Linked DNA regions of Zea mays: region 1 is linked to region 2. Evidence: chromatin contacts called from public Hi-C data. All regions are on one chromosome and are shown on one strand. Each heading gives the region's core, a stretch centred on a gene start, on an enhancer-like site or on the middle of the called end of the contact. The rest is flanking DNA. Distances are from core to core; before and after follow the strand shown.

Region 1 (4,942 bases), core at 2,113-4,612, 64 kb before region 2:
GTCTCCTACAATCGTTTTGCATAACCCCTATGATATTTTGCATCTGTTCTCGCTGTTCGTCTATGTAAGCTTTAAGAGATTGAAGTTCGTTGGTGCTACTTACATTTGGGGTAATCGTAGTAGGTCGGAGCGAAGCCAGATCTGTCGCCCGTTGCCGAACGAATTTGTTGTTCCTGTCCACTTTGAAGTCAGCCAGGAACTTCGCCTTTGCTTCTTGGATCAGCTGCTCCTGGCGCTCCTCGAACAGGAGCTGTTCTTCAGCCGGCAAGGCTTCCCATGTCGGTGTGATGATATTGCTGGTGGAAACATCAGAGCTATCCTTTGAACCAGCCATTGAGGGCCGATTTGATAGGTCTATATGTGTTGTCCCCAACGGAGTCGCCAAAAAGTATGTTGACGCCTTTTCGGAGCGTCAAACATTCAACAAGAACTGTGGCGGTGCCCTCTGCACAGGGGCGGACGGTCCGCGCGTGGGGCCGGACGGTCCGCGGCCTGGTGCGAGGCGCGGTGGTACTCTCTGCGCAGGGGCGGACTGTCCGCGGCCTGGGGCCGGACGGTCCGCGGCCTGGTGCGCGGCTAGGGCTCCTGCCTGACGGCCGGACGGTCCGCGCCCTGGGGCCGGACGGTCCGCGCGTACGCAGGGACGGCGGAAGATCGCCGACGGCGCCTGGATCTCGCTCCCGGGAGGGACCCCGTCGGGGAGTAGAGATCCTAGGTTGTGTCTAGGCTCGGGCTGGCCGACCTAGACTCCTCTAATCGACGTAGAGCCGAAGAGAGACGAAGAATTTGGGGATTGGATAGCTAAACCTAAACTAGACTAGAACTACTCCTAGGATAAAATGCGAAATAGAAGTTGTATTGATTCGATTGATGATTACAAATCGGCCGTATACCTCTCTATTTATAGAGGAGGGGGGCTGGACCCTTTACAAACTAATTTCCGAGCTTATCCCCTGATTTTAGCTAACAACCGTAGCACAAAACTCGGAACCCTAATCTGTTCTGCGCACGCGCGGACCGTCCGGCCCACAGGCGCGGACTGTCCGGACCGTGGACCGTCCGGCCTCAGGGCCGGACCGTCCGCGCGCTCAATTTGGTGCTCAACAGGAAGGCTAAAGGATGATCAAATAATATTGTTCATTAGATTTGAGTGAGCAAAAGAGATGATGTTATTCAACGATCTGAACCGTTGATTTTGATGTTATGTTAAATATGTGTGCAATTTGTTTGATGGATTTCGTAAATATTATAGGTGTGTGAGTTATTTGGTTGAATGAGTTTTGTAAAGTGTAAACTGGTGTATTATATGGTGTTATAGATACTAAATATTAGACCCCTAATAGTTTTGGGCCCCCGGGCGTCGCCTTCGTCGCATAGGCTCAGGGCCGGCCTTGCACACACATGATCACGCTATGATGCGAGATGGATGGGAAAGGAAGATCCACATGATTAAAGCCGTGCGCTGTCGTCTCTCGGCGACTTTACGCTGTTCCCCCCACAGACGCCTCCTGGTGATTGCTAAATGGAACGCTGCCGCAGTGTGCTGTGCTGGACTGCTGGTAACTGTGGTGCCGGCCGTCAGCTAAAGATGATGCTGGGATGAGCAGCTGGGGCCACTGCAGGAGGTTTTTTGTCTTAAGAAAAGCATTTTACTTGTCGGAGACTAAAGTGGATTGTGCCCGTGATCTTTGTGGTCTCATATATGCGCAAGACATGCATGCATGCAAGCATATGATCTTTGTCTTCTCTTTATCTTGGAGGATGGAAGCAATGCTTATCTGCATTGTTCTTCTGGAGCTTATCAAAGACAAGCTGATATGCTCTTTTTGCATCAGTTATGGGCGCATCTGGTTCCCCTCGGAGGGCAGACAGGATTGAGCAATTGTGCCAGCAAGCCAATCCTCTATGGCTGTCTCTAGCAGCTTACGCATCTTAACTTTCATTTATATTCTATTTTGAACTTTACTTTGTGAATAGTGCAATATATAGTTTGACACAATCATGCATGATCTAATGAAGACAGCTTAACAACCATGCTGGACGCATTGGTTCTGTTTGATCCATCGTATAGTATGAGATTGATCTAGTAGGGTTGTTATTTGGTTCCCATGATGCACCGACTTTAGAGTAGTGCCAGCCTCTCAAACCGATGTTGCGCGCTTGCTGGCACCATCCGGTCAGGCTCCATAGGCCATAGCAACGGAGGGAAATATCATATGGGGATCGGGGAGACAGTCGCATGACTCTTTCACACAGGATCAATATGACTAGAACACGCACGCACCCCCAACCAATCATTTGTTGTTTGCATAGACAAGCCTGGTTGGCTCTCGTAGGCCTTGTTCGATTGCACGAGGATTGCTGAATTGAATTCATTTCTATTTAATTTTGGCTATCAAGAAATTTCATCGTCTTCAATTCACTATCAAAACAAGCTCGTACAGAGAACCAAAGACGCCCTATGTTTCAGCTGGTTATTTAACACGCATACGCTAGAGACGACTGCCAATGGCCCAATGCTCTAAATTCCAGACACGAGACCACGTAATGTTCTCTCCAACGTTCCACCCTCTCTTCTCCCGCCCCTCTCCGGCGTGTAGGGTAGCTCCCTTTGTTCGTCCAACAGTTCCCCCTCTCCCTCCTCATGCCGGTGAGAGAAGATTAGAGGAGATTTCCCCTTGGAGAGGGGCTCTAATCTCCCCTTTCAATAATCAATAATAATAATTGCGAAATTAATCATTTTCGAGTTTAATATGAATAGAAAGTAAGAAGGGGGTAGAGAGGAGGTGAAACAGGGAGAGATATTTAAATATGAGTAGAAAGTATGAAAGGGTTGGAAGGGGAATAGTTGAAAACAACCTAAGAGCAACTCCAATAGTTATGTAAATTGTAGCTCTCTAAATCACAGATTTAAGAAGTTGCTAAATGGCTTTTAGAGTAAAAAAATGTGAGTTCTCCAATAGTTCTCTAAATATAGGTTGTAATTTTATTTTGCATTTATCCACATAAAAAAATAAGTCACAAAAACTATGTAATGCAGTCAACATTTTTGTTTAGGGAGTTGTTAAATGGTTGCCAAATGTAGAGAGAAAATGAGGTTAGATTACAAGTTGTTAAATTTAGAAAGTTCATTTAGAGAACTGTTGGAGAATAGTTTTCATGTTAACTACCTAAATTATTGATTTAGCAAGTCTTTTAGAGAACTACTGGAGTTGCTCTAAGAAGATAAAAAAACAAAAACAGCTTAGGCGGTGGTCGCCTATTGTAACCTAGCTAATGAAATCTCTATTCATTTGCTAAAAGGATAAGTTAACTGTTCAGATAGCCACATGGCTTGGGCTTGGGCTTCTGATCAACAGAAGATCGGCCCATAAATATTGAGCCCTTCCTCAGCTTCCGTGGTTCCTTTTTATAGCAAAGCTTCCTTCTATCCTGCCTTTTTCAGAAAACAAAAAAACAAGAGTTGCAGAAAATGACCAGCAAATACAGAGATGTCCAGGTTGCGATGTCAGTGTTGCATCTATCTTGTAATTTAGAACTTGGAACGGAGGGAGTACCAGCTAACACCACGATTCTTCTACCTTTTTTTTGAAAGGACGATTCGTCTGCATGTGATCGTCAAAGCATTTACAGATCAACGGGGGCATCGGCTTTTGGTCGCAATAGCAAGGGATCTCTTGATTCTTGGCATGTCCAATTATCCCCATAGAAGAAAAATAAAGCCATACGCCATATATAGTTATGAACTTGCTGTTGCCGACGGTCATAGTCTAACCGTAGGCGCGGCGTACGCTTTATACATTTAGGCACCACTGGTTACTGTTCCCGCTGTTACCCAAATGTGCGTTAAAACAGCTGGAAGCGCAAACGAGAAACTGCAGCACCGAAATTCTCCATGTTTGTCTCGCCGCAAACCTTTTAAAAAAATATAACTCCCATCTTGTGTCAGTTTTGATCCTGTTTTGATTGAAGGAGCATGTAAAATGGCAGCGAACAGCAAAAAACTGTAGCTTACTACCCTTCGGACTGCAGATCCCTCCCCTTCCACATCGGCAGAAACGGAAAAAAAATTGCTACAGCACTGCTGCAAACTAGAGTGTTTGCAGCCCCTCACAAAAAAGAGTATAGACCCCACCCGCAGCAGCAATAATACAACTAAAACGTTATCTGATGGACCTGCAGGTGGGGTCTATCCATTTTTTTTGTGAGGAGTTGTAAACACTCTGGTTTGCAGCAGTGCTGCACCAAATTTTTTTCCGCAGAAACACCCATGTTCTGCTCAAATCTCTGACATAGTTAATATCTCCTGAACTTTGTTAGAGTGAAGGAAAAAACAGTGATGCCATCATACAATGGCTGCTACACACCTCGACGTTGAGTTGCAGCATACAACGAGTGACGTCTTCTCTCGTCGAACAAAACTGATGGAAACCACAACATGGCCCCATGCAAAAAAAAACAATAGGTCAAACATACCAAAGGGCAAAACAACGCCACTACAGCGACATGAACTAGAGGGTAAAAATACATTGAATTAGAAACTTTTCTGGTCAAATCCCCGGGTTACGTTTTTTAAGATTCAGGAGGGAGAGCCCCTACTGAGATTTTATTAAAAATGAGAAAAGAAAATGTTACAACTTAGCCTATCCCCCGGGTTACGTTAGTAGATGTGTCTTGACTCGGACACAGTGTTATTTACTGTGCGAGCTTCAGACTCCTCCCGAGTATCACGTTGTTTTTGCGCCTGACGATGCCCTTCTGGCTACTGATTATGAACCAATGTAGGCACCAGTGATGGTGGTGGTAACTGAACCCAGACAGCTTGATAATGACTCGCCGAAGCAACCAATGTCGTGGGTTGTTGGTTGCCCACATATTAAGGGATATATGACGAGTAGCATGAAACAGTATGCAAGACCTGTTTCGACTGATTCTGTCGCGC
Region 2 (5,109 bases), core at 872-3,371:
GAAAATACCCACACTTGCAGCTGGACTGTGATTCTGAAAGAGTTCTGCTCGCGTGTGTCAAGCGACAGGAGTTCTCCCCCTTTTAACCTCATCGCAGAAGGGAAGCTGAAAGAGAAAGGTCTGTGATTCTGAAAGAGTTCTGCTTGTGTGTGTTAAGCGACAAGAGTTCTCCCCTTTTTAACCTCATCGCAGAAGGAAAGCTGAAGGAGAAAGGTCTCGCATGCGGCTATTCAAGAGACGGGCAACTAAAAGGTTTAACCCGGAGTTGAAACTCCCGCGGTTAATGAGTGCTAAAAATTAACACCCGCTCGCCGCCTGCCTCGCCACGCCCGAGCCCGGCCGACGGCGGCGACGCGCGCGCGTGTGGCACACCCTGTTCGTTTCTTAACTTCTCAAATTAAGTGGAATAATTCCCACCATATAAGTCAAGCCAACGACCATTGAAATTCCAATAGGGTACTATTGATATTGTCCACAATTACACACTATAGAGTTTATTGATTAAGGGCCTGTTTGTTTACCCCCAGATTATATAATCTGGATTAAATAATCTTAAGAGGTAAACAAACAGTCTAGCTTATTTGCCCAGATTATATAATCTAACCCATTGGATTATGATAATCCATAAGCAAGTGAGGAGGTGCTTATTTCAGATTATTTTTTTCCCACTTCCCCATTACCCTTTCAAGTTTCCTAGAAATTACCCACCATTGCCATTATAATCTACTGAATCGTTTTTGCGCCTATCGGATCGGAGAAGCCCGCCGCCCAACAGAAACACGCCAGATAATCTAGGTAGACAAACAAGACTACTCAGATTATATAATCCAAATTATATAATCCAGATTATATAATCCTCCAAAAATAATCCAGATTATATAATCCATTGGGGTAAACAAACAGGCCCTAAATGGACCAAGCCCATAATAAATCCAACAACTCGAAGGTGCTGACGTAAGAGTGATTACAATTCAGCGTGAACAGTACAATACTACTGTTCATCTATTTATAGACACGAGACGCAGCCTAGGTAAAATTCACATTTATGTCCCTGACATTTACTTATAACCATGACATGAATCATTAAGGACTAAACAGTCTTTTCCATTTCAGCTAGCATCATCTTCAGTTTTTACCACCATTATAAGTTGAAGCTGTTGCTATTTGGCAATAACTTCGGCGTTCATTCTTATCATCTCCAGATCACATCTTCATCCCGTATGTCTTCATTATAACTCCATTCTAAAGATGAAGCTTGCTACAACAACCTATATCATACTTGAAACCAATGATTAATTATGTTTTTAGGACATTCGGGAGTGGGAGACCCTAACAATCAGTTTGACAATTTTTCCTGTTTGTCTTCAACTCCAGCACTGATAATCGAGAATGGAGCATGATACACCCGGACCCGGTGTCGGGTTCATCGTTCATGTCGGGCATTCGATTCGAGGGCCGAACTTTTGTTTGTGCACTGACCCACCAGCGGTCTGGCTGCTGCAGCAGCATTACGAGTCGCAGTTCAGCGACAGCGATCCGTCCTGGAGACTGGAGAAGAGTGGTCTCCCACTGCTAACACAGAGCCGTCTGTCCGTCTGATACACACCAGCGCGGCTGGCAAACCTCCGAAGGACGGCCCCGCCACCAGCCACGTGCCCACAGGCACAGGCTCAGAAGCTGGAGTGGTGGTGTCCGTCAGTCCGTCCCGGTCCCGGGCTCCCGGCTCCCTGCTAGCCGAACAGGCAGGTCGCAAAGTCCAAGGCAACAGAGGATCCGGCCAAGTTCAAGCGCGCTTGACCCATCCCCTCGTGCAGGAGGAACAATCCTATGAACACACACGCGGACCAAACGTCCAAATCCATCCACCCCCAAAGCACCAAATCCAGGTCGCAAATTTCCCACCAGAACCCAGCTAGCCAGTCAAAAGCACAAAAAGCCCACCACCGCTCCGCAAAGATCAAACCCCAAGAAATCCGAGCACCAGGGCAGCTACCCACGCTGCTAATTATTCCGTCCCATCCAACTCTCTCCATCGATCCAGATATTCCTTTTTAATTTCCTTTCCTCGTCGCGCAGCAGCAGCAGCTCGACTGCTCGACCACAACAGCAGCTGCCGCGCAACACAAAACACACTCCAGACTCCACTCTCCCACGGAGAAAAAACAAAACAAAACAAAAGAAATACGAAGCCTGAGCCTCTCAGCCAGCACCCCCCAGGCGAAAAGGGAACGAACGGGGGCGGAGAGGAAAAAAGGGGGTTTGGTTTTTATTGGCTGCACACAATGGCAGCAGCGATCCGAACCCAATCCCCATCTCCGCAGCGCGTGGGTAATAATCCCAGTTCGAGCAGTCGCCACACGCCCGTTGCTGCTGTTCCTGGCTTGCGGCTTCGCCAATCTCCGCCACACCCCTATCCTTTCCCTTCTTCGTCGCCTCACCCACCACCCCATCCGCTGCGGCGGTGTTCGTGGTGTTCAAGTAATTGTTTTTGGTGGTGTCATTATTCCTTTTCCTCCTCCCAGTTCAAGCCATCGGTGCTGGGTATTCTTCGCCACGGGGATCCAGCCGCACATCGATTCTCCTTTTTCCACCCCCTCGCTCCGCGACGCGGGGTATAATAGCGACTGCGAGGCATTTGGTGCGGGCAGACGCTACGAGGTGGGGTGAGAAAAGTTTCTGCGCCTTGCTTTGCAGAAGGTGCTCGGATCTAGGTTTCAAGGCCGTCGATCGCCGCCATGGACGCCGGCGGGGACGAGGACGGCGCCGGGAAGGCGGCGCTGGAGAGCACTGCCGAGGCCGCGACCCTGCCACCGGCGTCAACAGTGGCGGTCCCGTCCCCGGTCCCGGCTTCTGCGCCTGGGGCGGCCACGGGGACCTCAGGGTCGGGGGAGAAGCCGGTGAAGCGGATGATGAAGACCCCCTACCAGCTCGAGGTTCTGGAGAAGACCTATGCGGGTTCGTGGATTTCGATGAAGTGTTTTGTGTTCTTCCCCACCCTGGATTTTTGGGTGCTTTATCGATTGAGCATTTCCGGGGGTTTTTGGTTTGCTGCAGTGGAGCAGTACCCGTCGGAAGCTATGCGGCTGGAGCTGTCGGCGAAGATAGGGCTGTCGGACAGGCAGCTGCAAATGTGGTTCTGCCACCGCCGCCTCAAGGACCGCAAGCCACCGTCCAAGCGGCAACGGCGGGAGGAAGAGTCCGCGCTAGTACCAGTGATGCCTCCACCGCCAGTGTTACCAGCACCTGTGATGCCTCTGGCAAGCAGTGACCTTGTGGTGGGTGCTCCTGGGCCGTATGATGAGCCGCTGCACCCACTTCACTCGCGAAGGGGTGCTGGGCGTGGGCGGTCCTCAGCAGTCCCCAGGATTTCCATGCCGGATATTGGGAGGAGGTATTACGAGCCACCACCAATTATGATAGCGCCGCCTATCCCGTCGATGCAGCTCACGCAATATGAGCTCCGTGTGATTAATTCTGTGGAGTCACAGCTCGGGGAACCATTGAGGGAGGATGGTCCAGCGCTTGGCGTTAATTTTGATCCCCTTCCTCCTGGCGCCTTTGGTGCACCGATTGGTATGCATATTGAAATCTGAAGTCATTGTGTTTTACGAAAAGGTTTATGCTAGTGAATGCTCATGGTGGCCTGTCTGTGGAAATGTTCAAGCTTCTAGTATTCCTGGGCTGAATGATTGTTGATTTTGCAAACGCCTTTTTAAAGTATATGACTTCTAAAGTCACTAATCTTCCGTGTTGCCTTTGCTTATGGTAAAAGAACCTTGTAATTGATTTTAGTCAGGCCTTTTATATCCGAGTAAGTAGATTGATCCAGTATGATTGGAGAGGTGAATTTAATGATACACGTATATGGTACTAGTATATGCTATCAGTATGCTAGAGTAGATAATGTGGCAAGGGATATGAATGACTGATCGATGAAAATTTTAGATGAGGAGTAAGTGTGAAAATCTCACAGGTCTATTATCCGTAATAGGCCATCCTTGGATTAAGAATAAAACTAGTATTCTTCCTGTAGACGAGCATTCAGCTGAATATTATTTCTGTATATGAGGGACTGTCAAGCAAAATTTGCATATCATAAGGTCTCATTGAGCATAGCCATGTTTTAATTCCTTCTAATAAAACTGAGATCCATAATAATCTCTACTAAATATGCAACTATTCTATCCCTATTAACGCCCACGCGCACGGCCCATTTAGCCCTTGTATACATGAGTTGCCTTGTACTTACATAGAATATTAAAGTTCTTGTAATATTACCTGACCTGTTCAGTAATCGTCTTTGTTGTACATTAGCTTGGCATTTCCTTGCTCATGCACATCTGAAGCGCCTAAAAATCTCAATTTCAACATTTATTTTGCGGAAATGCTCCACATATGTCACAACTATACCAAATGTAAGTCCATGTAGACTTAGGGACATGAATTAAGGTAAGACGTACCATGACCCTATTGCTAAAATTTAAGGTAGCTGACAAGTTTGCTGCATTGTTTAGGTGCATTTAAGCATGGGCAGACATAGTAGAATGAAGCCAAAGGTTGCATTGGAGTTGTCATGGATAAATTGAGCTTGTTTGGGACTGCTCCACAAACCCCAACATGGAGCTGTAGCTGTTTGACAAAAGACTAGAGTTTCTAGAGCGAGCACCCTTATAGGTGTCTTGGAGCTGCACCTGTTTGGCTTAAAAACGTGGAGCGGAGCAGTCCCAAACAAGGCGTATTTGGAAGGATGTTAGATGGACTTGAACTTGGTATTCGAGGGAGCAGGTGTTTTAGTCCCTTTGGTTTAGAAGTAAAAAACCACCCACCTGGGTTGAACCCTTTGATCTTTTGGTTGAAAAGGAGATGTATGAATGGTTTGTATAGATACTAGATAGCAGTTTCCTTTCCTGGTACACTTTCTTATAGTGCTTAGTCATCAGTTTCCTTGTTTCTCTATTATTACTTGCTTTTTTTTGCTGTGTTAATCTTCTGTACTATATTTCCCTATCCGCATTTTGTTAGTTGTGTCATAGAATGAAATTTGGGGCCTATTTGGGATTGCTTAAGCTCCTGGTTTTTCGCCTAATTTGGAGTTTGCGGGTTAGAATC

What was found. A called contact is a pair of places that touch in the nucleus more often than the background predicts.
Region 1: a Hi-C map of ear shows a contact between it and region 2, with 3 times the contacts expected there. The contact joins the enhancer-like site here to the promoter of LOC103651374 in region 2. A contact is called at or near these places in 7 of 25 Hi-C or Micro-C datasets (ear, endosperm, leaf and 2 more) and 1 of 3 datasets of contacts at active chromatin or transcription factors (leaf).

Annotation. Positions count from the first base shown.
Region 1 is chr3:215,796,056-215,800,997 of Zm-B73-REFERENCE-NAM-5.0, reverse strand. No RefSeq gene overlaps it. Among protein-coding and RNA genes, the nearest start is that of LOC118476825, 11 kb to the left of the region's middle. Within about 2 kb of position 3,362, at least 7 of the 20 cell types and tissues checked have an H3K27ac peak or open chromatin away from gene starts, as enhancers often do. A contact at or near this core is called in ear, where this site is marked.
Region 2 is chr3:215,730,225-215,735,333 of Zm-B73-REFERENCE-NAM-5.0, reverse strand. It overlaps LOC103651374 (homeobox-DDT domain protein RLT2), which reads left to right and starts at 2,121. Exons shown (of 18, transcript XM_008676999.4): 1 at 2,121-2,955; 2 at 3,055-3,573. The coding sequence starts at 2,736.